Linked DNA regions of Sus scrofa: region 2 is linked to region 1. A link is a contact called in public promoter capture Hi-C data. All regions are on one chromosome and are shown on one strand. The core of a region is the stretch at or near the end of the contact, and the rest is flanking DNA. Distances in the headings are between cores, read along the strand shown. Region 1 holds the start of RIC8B (synembryn-B). Region 2 holds the start of CCNT1 (cyclin-T1).

The links. Promoter capture Hi-C pulls out the DNA fragments that hold promoters and counts their contacts.
Region 2: a promoter capture Hi-C map of liver shows a contact between it and region 1, with 10 times the contacts expected there. The contact joins the promoter of CCNT1 here to the promoter of RIC8B in region 1. A contact is called at or near these places in 1 of 5 promoter capture datasets (liver) and 1 of 2 datasets of contacts at active chromatin or transcription factors (alveolar macrophages).

The regions. Positions count from the first base shown.
Region 1 is chr5:13,578,685-13,583,359 of Sscrofa11.1, reverse strand. RIC8B (synembryn-B) reads left to right here and starts at 2,863. Exons shown (of 11, transcript XR_002343919.1): 1 at 2,863-3,407.
Region 2 is chr5:14,805,936-14,810,610 of Sscrofa11.1, reverse strand. CCNT1 (cyclin-T1) reads left to right here and starts at 2,187. Exons shown (of 10, transcript XM_003481561.4): 1 at 2,187-4,028. The coding sequence starts at 3,868.

The DNA.
Region 1 (4,675 bases), core at 1,614-4,113:
AAAACTCACTACCAATACCCAGATCCCACCACAGATCGACTGAATCAGAATATCTGCAGGTATGCCCAAGCAATGATTTGCTTGTATCATACTGATACTTGGTTTGCACATATTGATTTGTACAAGCTCACCCTTAATAGATTTTTCTAAAGAATGAGCATGTTCAAATATGCTTTTGCTTTGTCCTTAGAATTACAAAATTTTAGAACAGAGAACTGAGATCCTGCCTGGATCAATTCTTTGACAACCGAGAACACTATCCCATGGCAGAGGACATGCTTCGTAGGATATAACAAAGTCCAAAATAAATGACTATTTATGGGTTTTTCACTGGCTCTGACCTATCAATCTATAACATTTTATGCTCTCAGAGCCAGAGCACTTCTAGCCACTTACTATACCACTTACTAGCAGAGCAAAGCTAATCCACACACTGAACTTAGCTTTTTCTATGAAAAGGAAGATAGTGCCTCTCCTACTGACCTTGCATTTTTTCACCTATTACAAAGATTCAATCAGATATTTTAAGAATAGCAAAGCACTGCCCATATATATGTATGGAATTATATTACCATCTCTCAGAGAAGTAACTTGTGAATAAACATGTTGCTTTGATTACCTAGGCTCTAAATCCTAATTCCTTGGCACCAAGCCCCCCAAGAATCAACAGGAACTGGAGTTACTATGGACTAGAAACTCTATTCACTGAAAATATCATATAACTAAATATTCAGGGTGATAAAGTGATGTAGTGACCCAGGATTTAGCTAGTCTAGGCTCTAGTCCCAGAGTCTGCTTTTAACTATTGACTTTGGACAAGTCACTTAATTTTTCTAGGACCAGAGTCTCGGCAGTGGTCAAAGAGGACTTGAATTTAGAGTCAAAGATCCTTTTCATTTATAAAATCAGTATATTAGTGCTTAATTAAAATTACTAAAGAGCAATTTCCCAAGCCATTAATTCATGTGGTTTCACATTTAAAAAATCTCTTTTTAGAAGTAGAGAGTTGGAGCCTAAAAACATAAGCCTATTTCTGGTAAACAGACATTTCAACTCATGTGTATAAGATCCTCTTTAAAGAAACATCTCTACTCAGATACCTTATGCTTGTCAGTATCCTGTGCAGGAGCTCTTGTTCCAAAAATAAATATATGGTAACCCAAAAAGCATGTAATACAGTACTAGGCAGGCAGTAGGTACCCAAATATTTTATGTTACAGCTCTCGGTTTGGATTCTAGTTGGTGTTATTTATCTAATCTGAGTCTGATTTCTTATATATACACAGGAAAATTACCTTCTTCAATGCATTGAGATGGTGTATACTAAAATGTTTTGTAAACAATTAACTGCAAGGTATTATTATAACCTAGGGAATATAACTTCCTATTCCATGATCTTTCTAAGAAGGAGATTTTTCAAAAATCTTTCTGACTTTACTATGGATGTAGCACTTAACCTCAATGTCTGGCTCAACAAATATGCTAAATAAAGGTTTGCTGCGTGAAAAGTAAAATCCACAAAAAGACCAAAAGCTCCATGAGCTCAGATTCCATACTTGTTTTTATTTCTAAGTTCTCAGCACCTAGAATGACACTTAGGAGACACTCAATAATTATTAGATGAATAAATGTTTGCGTCCCCCGCCCCAGTTCCTCTTCAGCGCAGCTCAAAAGGGAGAGGCAGGCAGGGGCGGCATGAAAGATGATTTCTGGTAAAGGATGCTTAGAATGGAAAGCTGAAAGTTACTTGGAGACTTCATCCACTCTCTAGCAAATAGCTTGGCAGAACAAAAAGAGCATAGATAGGTCCTAAGTTCAAATTCAGTTTCTAAATTCTGCAGTCTTGGCAAATTAATCTATTAACCTCTTCAAGACTCAGTTTCCTCATCTTAAAATGAGAATAGGATCTCCCTCATAGGGTTAAGCACTAAAATGAAAGCGCCATAATAGCAGGGACTTTATTTTGGGTCCACTGTATTCATACTGATCAGGATTGTATTGTATTGAATAGTGCCTGGCACAGCATAAATTCTCAAATATTTGTTAATTTGTGAGAAATTGACTGAGATAACACAGGTGAAGTTTGTAACAATGTGTGTGCATGCAGTGAACACTTAGCAAATGTGAGCCTCTATCATCATCACCATCATCACTACCATTACTAGTATATCCGTATTATTACATTTCCTGGTCTTTGGGGAAAGATCTGTATTCAAATCTTGAATTACCCATTTACTGGCTATGTGACTTAGGACAAATTACTTAACCTATTCGGGTTCCTTCGGTTCCGCAAAAATCTGTGTTGTGAGAAATCACCTGACTGAAGTCTGGAATCTCGGGGGCACGCGATATATGGCAGCTATTATTTATTATTAAGGCCAAAAAACCGCTGAGTCCCCTCTTATCCGAGAATTGCCAGCAATCTCTCACATTAGTGTGGCTGAATACACAGCACGACCGCAAACAAGGAAGGAAGGAATTTCAGAGACCAAAACCGCTAAACGAGAAAAGAGGGAATGAAACCGGTGTTTGACAGTTCCCACCAAGAGGTGTCAGTTTCCGCGGCTGTCACCTAGTCCGACCAGCCAAAGCTAGAGCCGGACAGTCAGCTCGGTAAGGAACACAAAGGAGGCACAGCCGACGCTCAGACCCTCCCCTTAACGGTCTCCGGGCCGCTGGCCTCAGGCGGCCGCCGGACTCCCGTTTCCGGCCTTCGCAGGACCACAGTTCCCAGCATGCCTTTGGAGGGAAGTCTTTCCCGCGGGATGACTACCAATCCCGGCATGCCATTCGGCACTCCAGTAAATTAGATGGAAGAGTGGGATGACCCCATTGCCCGAAGGGAATTGTAGTCCATACAGCTGCTGGCTCTTAGAGGGGCGGGGAAGAGCCGGGTCGCTCTCGTCAGCTGAGGAGAATGATTCATAGAGGAGGGTCGGGAGAGAAGAACAGTTCTGTCTGTGGAAGCCCACTTAAAAGGCTGGACTCTTCTCCGAGGAAGGGAGAGGAAGGAGAGAAAGTAGGACCTCGGGTCTGACCCCGCCTCTGGCCGTTCGCCAGGCCTCTACCGAGTCCTGGGCCTTGTCGGGGGTGGCCGCGAGGCGCCGGTTGCTGGGGGACCCGTGACGTCGCGGGGTGAAAGTTGAGGGGCGGTGACGTCGGGCCTGCCCGGGCGGAGGCTGGCGGGTTGGAGGCAGAGGGAGGGAGGGAAGGAGGGAAGGAAGGAAGCTGGGAAGCAGCGAGCGAGCGGGGGCGCGAGGCGTTTACCTGGAGGCAGCGGCTTGGGCGCGCACAGCGGCCGCGGCTCCCCCGCACCTGCGGCCATGGATGAGGAGCGCGCCCTCTACATCGTCCGGGCCGGCGAGGCGGGGGCTATCGAACGGGTCCTGAGGGATTACAGCGATAAGGTAAAGAGCCCTGGCCCCGGGCATGCGGTATAGCACCCCGGGCCGCTCCCCCAACCCCCCTCGGGCTTGCACACCGCATCTCTCCCAACCCCCCTCATTCCGGGGATGCGCACTGCTCTCCCCCGAAAACGTTTCCGGCTTGGGCATGCGTGTTTGTGCCCCCCCGCTTTTTCCATCCGTGCATCCTGTATCCCCCTGCCCCCACTCTGGCGCCCACTCCTCTGATTCCGGCCCAGCAGCTTGTCCCATGGCCCTGTTCCCAAGCGTGCAAGTCACACCCCCGGAATCCGTGAATGTGTGTCTCCGCTTTGCGCCCTACTCTTGAATGCATAAACGCACGCGAGGCTTCCTTACCTGCATAGCATAAAAATACGTGTGTCTGTGCATCACCACGGCCCTTGACATGCATAAAACGTATCAGCTACGATGGCAGTTCCTTATATATCTACAGCACTGCTGTCTCAAGGCGTGGTGTCTCTTATATGGTCTAACTTGATTCTCAGAATTTATGAGGTAGAGAGCATCCTCCTCTCCATTTTATAGATGAGAAAACCGAGGCACTAGGAATTGAAATGACGCCAAGGTCATGGACACACTGTGTTTTAAGTGGAGGGAGACTAACTACTAACAATACCCGTTGTTTGTATAGCCTTAACAGTTTTCCCATCCATTATCTCATTTAATCTTGACAGCAATCCTGTTTTGCAATTGAGATTCTAGATCTGTTAAGTAACTTGCCCAAGGTCATGCTTGTAAGCTGGGATTCCAACCTAGGTCTTCAAACCATTCATTATTCTTTCCAATTTATAACCCTGCAGTAAAAAGCTATCTTCTTATATATCCCAGTCACTTCTCTGAATGTCTCTTCAAGAACCGTTAGCTCTCCATTACTTTTCCTTCCAGGAATTTTACATGCTGACTTCAAAAGGTAACGTACCATACCTTTGTTCTTCCATTTAGAAGACTGCTTTATAGGAAAGACTGACTACTCCCTTCTGTGAAAACACACCCAACACACCCTAGATATAATATCTTTCTTCCTTTCTTTTGCTTTCATTCATTTCCCCTTCTGTATTTGCTATGTGCCCACCACTGCACTTCCATACATTTGTATTGAGCTGCCAGTATGCCATTTCTGCCCTGTGTGGAGAAGAGCCACATTCCCATTTAATCTTTCCCTATAAGGAAAGTGGTGGTATGCCCCATTTTACAAATGATAAAATTTAGGATAATGTTGCCCTAAGTCCATACAGTCATTGAGATGGGAC
Region 2 (4,675 bases), core at 938-3,437, 1.2 Mb before region 1:
TCCCTAGCCTGGGAACCTCCATATGCTGTAGGTGTGGCCCTAAAAGACCAAAAAATGAAAAGTACTAAATGGTAATAATGTGCGACACAACTGAAATGTCATATTCATAAGCGCAACACAAAATAAGATCAAACCATGAACTATAGTATAATCTTGTACCTAGAAAGAGTAGTCTGGTAAGTCTGGCTATAAGAGGAAAGAGAGTCCTATATTGTTGCAGAAACTGCAGAAACCATGGCAGTGGAAGGAGACAAACGGCACTGGGAGATGTGGTAAGCAAGGTTTATTCAGCACCGGTTCGGGTTCAGAGGAGTCACTTCCAGAGTCTGAGTGCCAGGTCTTTGTTCTCAGCAGCTTTCATACCATACAGGGTCTTGTTTTTCCCATGTAAGCAGCCCGAGACCTCCCCCTTCCCAGAGCAGACAGTGTTCCTGCCTAAGAAACCGGGCAAGCAAGGTCACAGAAGCGAAACTGATAAGCAATGCTTGGCGCACCATCAGCAGGGCTGCTGGCTGGGACATAGGGCATGTAGTTGCTACATAATTACAAGAAGGATTCTAAGAGGCCAGCAGAGCTGAAAATGCAGGCAGCTGCTTTTGCAGACAAGGGGGGTTATGTCTCTGAGTTAAATCTCCCACTTCAATATAAATTTAAAAAAAAGAGAGGAGGAGTTCCCGTCGTGGCTCAGTGGTTAACGAATCCGACTAGGAACCATGAGGTTGCGGGTTCGGTCCCTGCCCTTGCTCGGTGGGTTAAGGATCCGGCGTTGCCGTGAGCTGTGGTGTAGGTTGCAGACGCGGCTTGGATCCTGCGTTGCTGTGGCTCTGGCGTAGGCCGGTGGCTACAGCTTCGATTCGACCCCTAGCCTGGGAACCTCCATATGCCGCAGGAGCGGCCCAAGAAATAACAACAAAAAGACAAAAGACCAAAAAAAAAAAAAAAAAAAAAAAAAAAGAGAGGAAAATTCCTGTGTTCTTTAAGGGCAGTGTATTTGAAGGCTATCATTATTTTCACATTATTTTGTATTGAAGACCTACCAGGTGCCATATAGTGTTCTGTTCAGGATGACATTTACCATCACACAGCTAGTAGTTCTCTTGTGGCGCAGGGGGTTAAGGATCTGGCCTTGTCACTGAAGCAGCTTGGCCTGGGAACTTCCATATGCCTCAGGTGCCGCCAAAACGCTCGCACGCACGTGCGGGCGCAGAGAATCACACAATTAGTTAAAAGAATAACTGGGAATTTTTAGGACATTACACTAAGAGAAATAATACAGTCACAGAAAGACAAATACTGTATGATTCCGCATATATTAAATGTCTATAAAGTAGTCAAACTCCAAGAAATAAAAAGTAGAATGGGAGAATGGGAGGTGTCAGGCTGGGGGAAATGGGGAGTTGTTCAATGGGTATAGAGTTTCAGTTTTGCAAAAAAAATAAAAAGCTGTAGATACCTGTTGCATAACACTGTGAATATAGTTGACACTACTGAACTGTACTGAACTGTACACGCGAAAATGGTTAAGATAGTTTAAAAAAAAAGAATAGTGGGGATTTGAAACAAGGCATGGTCAAAAATTCATGTTTGGCAATTATGTTATCCCTGCTACCTACTTTCAAATCATTTTAAGTCAAAGAATATTTCTTTTCTCTGATTTACACAGGTGCCCCTCTTCTGTACTGGAGGGTAGCAAGCCATTGGCTAGCAGTTGCATTGCGTGAAGCCTGATAGTTTCTAGGTCTTTTTCTCAGAAGACTGGTACACAGTCACGACAGCATCAAAATGGAGTCATCAATCTAAGAAATTTAGTGGAGAACCAAACACAGGTCAGAAAAATAGGTGAGGGGAATCTGGGAGAAATAATTTTGGCTATTAAGAAGACAACATAGGAGGAGTTCCCATCGTGGCTCAGTGGTTAACGAATCTGACTAGGAACCATGAGATTTTGGGTTTGGTCCCTGGTCTTGCTCAGTGGGTTAAGGATCTGGCATTGCTGTGAGCTGTGGTGTAGACTGCAGAGGTGGCTCGGATCCCGTGTTGCTGTGGCTCTGGTGAAGGCTGGCAGCTACAGCTCCGATTAGACCCCTAGCCTGGGAACCTCCATCTGCCGCGGGAGCAGCCCCAGAAAAGGCAAAAAGACAAAAAATGAAATAAAAGATGACATAACTAAAAAAGTGCTTATTCAATTAAAAAAAAAGCATGCAACGGAACAAGTTTGAAATCATAATTTTTGAAAATATTGTAACTTCAAGTATTTTTTTCCTCAATTTTTCCAGAATAAAATGGAGCAAATGCTAATTGTAGGCAGTGTATGGCAGAGGAGGGCCTAGAATGGAAGAAAATACTTCTGAGAATGAATTAGAATCAAATTGAGTGGGAGCAGCCTTGTCTAGAAATGACAGAACTCAAAATATTTATTATAAAAGACAAAAGATTTTAATATTACCCAAATTTAATCAAGGTGAGTGTTCCCGAAAAGCAGGAGTACACTCGGCTAGAATGGAGAGAACAATGGAATTAGACTTGATTTTAAAATCTACACTTATAAATGGTGTAGTGTAGGACAAACCACTTAATCTCTCCAAGCTTCAGAGAGATTTATTTTTTATTTTTTATTTTTTTATTGTTAGTTGTTTTGAGCATTTGTTTGACAAACATTTATTGACCACTGGGGCCAGAACTGTACTAGGGAGGTGATAGATGGATACAAAAATGAAAATGGGTTGTTGTTTTTTTTAAAAGGCTGGTATGGTCCTTGCCCTCAGTTTCAATATGCTATAATAAATATTATAAAATCTACTGAATTTTTTTATGTGCCAGGTACTGCTCCAGGTACTTTTAACTCAAATCTTCATTTAATCCTTTTCAGAATCTAAAACGTATATACAGTTGCCATTTACATTTATACAAGGGGCACAGACAAGTATCTTGTCTACGAAGGAACAACCCTCAAGCGTTGGAGCCGGATACATCTTGATAGAGGGCAGAAATTTACAAATTTGTGCATGCGCAGAGTGGTAGTGGAAGCTTTCCAGAAGGAAGGAGCAGTTTAAATTCACCCGATCGCAAAACATAGATTAAAATATTTGGCGCTGTGCCGGTTAAACTAAACAGTATATTTGAGTCATTCACTACTGTGGTTAGTACTAAATTATTACTACTAATTCCATCTTATTCCCTTAAATTGGCTCACCGCGTCGAAGCTTTAGGAGTTTCAAGGCATTAGTTACATATTGTAAAGCGGCTTCTCCAATGGGTAATTTACATTGTTATCAACAATGCAATAGCTTTCCCGTTGCTTTATGGTACGATAGACGATAGGGCTACTCTCTGATTATTTTTTTCAGCTTTTGACAGTCTCACTTATTTCATCTGTCAAGTTGCGGATGTGCCCCATCTTAAGCGGTCACCTTCGCCACGAGCGAAGTTCACCGCGGAACCGCCGAGCGGCGCGTGGGCGGGCACCTCACCCAGCCAAAGCCGTTGCCCCGCCCCCTCGCTCAGGGCGCGAAGGCTCAACCCAGTTCTCGCGGGAGGAGACGTGTTTTTTTTTTTTTTTGAACGAGAACTCCTAACCCCACCTCGTGCCTCAAGGGTCACGTGATTGGCGCCTGCGTCCTAGGCCCAAGGTTTTTCCGGTCTCCTGCTGGCTGTTAACTCGGCTACAGGCCGACTCGAGGCGCTTTCCGGAAGTGGATCCTTTAACTAGCACCCACCCACCCGACGGAAGCGTGTCACAACCTAGCCGTCCGCCCTAGCGGAAGTTCGTCACGTCGCAGTAGCCCCCGCACAGCGGATGTGTGTCGCCGAGAAGGTGACGCTGGGAAGTGCTTGCAGCCTCCGCCGCTGCCTTCTGGTTGAAGCACTATGGAGGGAGAGAGAAAGAACAACAATAAACGGTGGTATTTTACTCGAGAACAGCTGGAAAATAGCCCATCCCGTCGTTTTGGCCTGGACCCAGATGAAGAACTTTCTTGTCGCCAGCAGGCGGCCAATCTGCTCCAGGACATGGGCCAGCGTCTTAACGTGTATCCTTGCGGCCTAGGCCTTCGGCCTTGGTGTAAGTCCCGCCCTGCCCCGGCGTCCAGGCCTCAGGGTCTGTCAGACCGAAGGGAAGCGGGTGGGCCGGGAGAGACTGAAATTAAGAGTTCCGCGGGAGGGAAGCGAGGCGAAGTTAATTTCCCGCTTGTTCACCCGAGCCACCAACTTTGCTGGGAATTGCGTATCCTTCCCGCTTTGTGTTTCAACGAGCTCTTACTAGTCGTTAGTCTCTTGTCGGTGTGTTCTAATCGCCTACTCTGCTTTTCTGCTATGCCCTAGGGATCTCGTGGAAGTTTCACGCTTGATGATGCTTCCTGAACTTAGTGTGTCATAAGAGTTTTGAGAAAGTTCACTCTCTGAAGGTCTTTTAAAATGGTTGGTCTAGAATGAATGCTCCAGATTTGGCTCCACATCCGTTCCTCCCACTTACTAGTTGTTTAAGAAACCTGTCAAATTCTTGGTTTTCTTGTCTGTGAAGTAGGGTGATACCTGTTGAATTTGATTTCCATGCCTAACTAACACAGTGCTTACTGCTCAGATGTTCAAAAAGTAGCTAGTGCTAGAGTCTTACAGCCTTTCAGAGGAAGGGAGGATTTCAGTTTAGATTTGTAGGGATGAAGACCTACAGACGTAA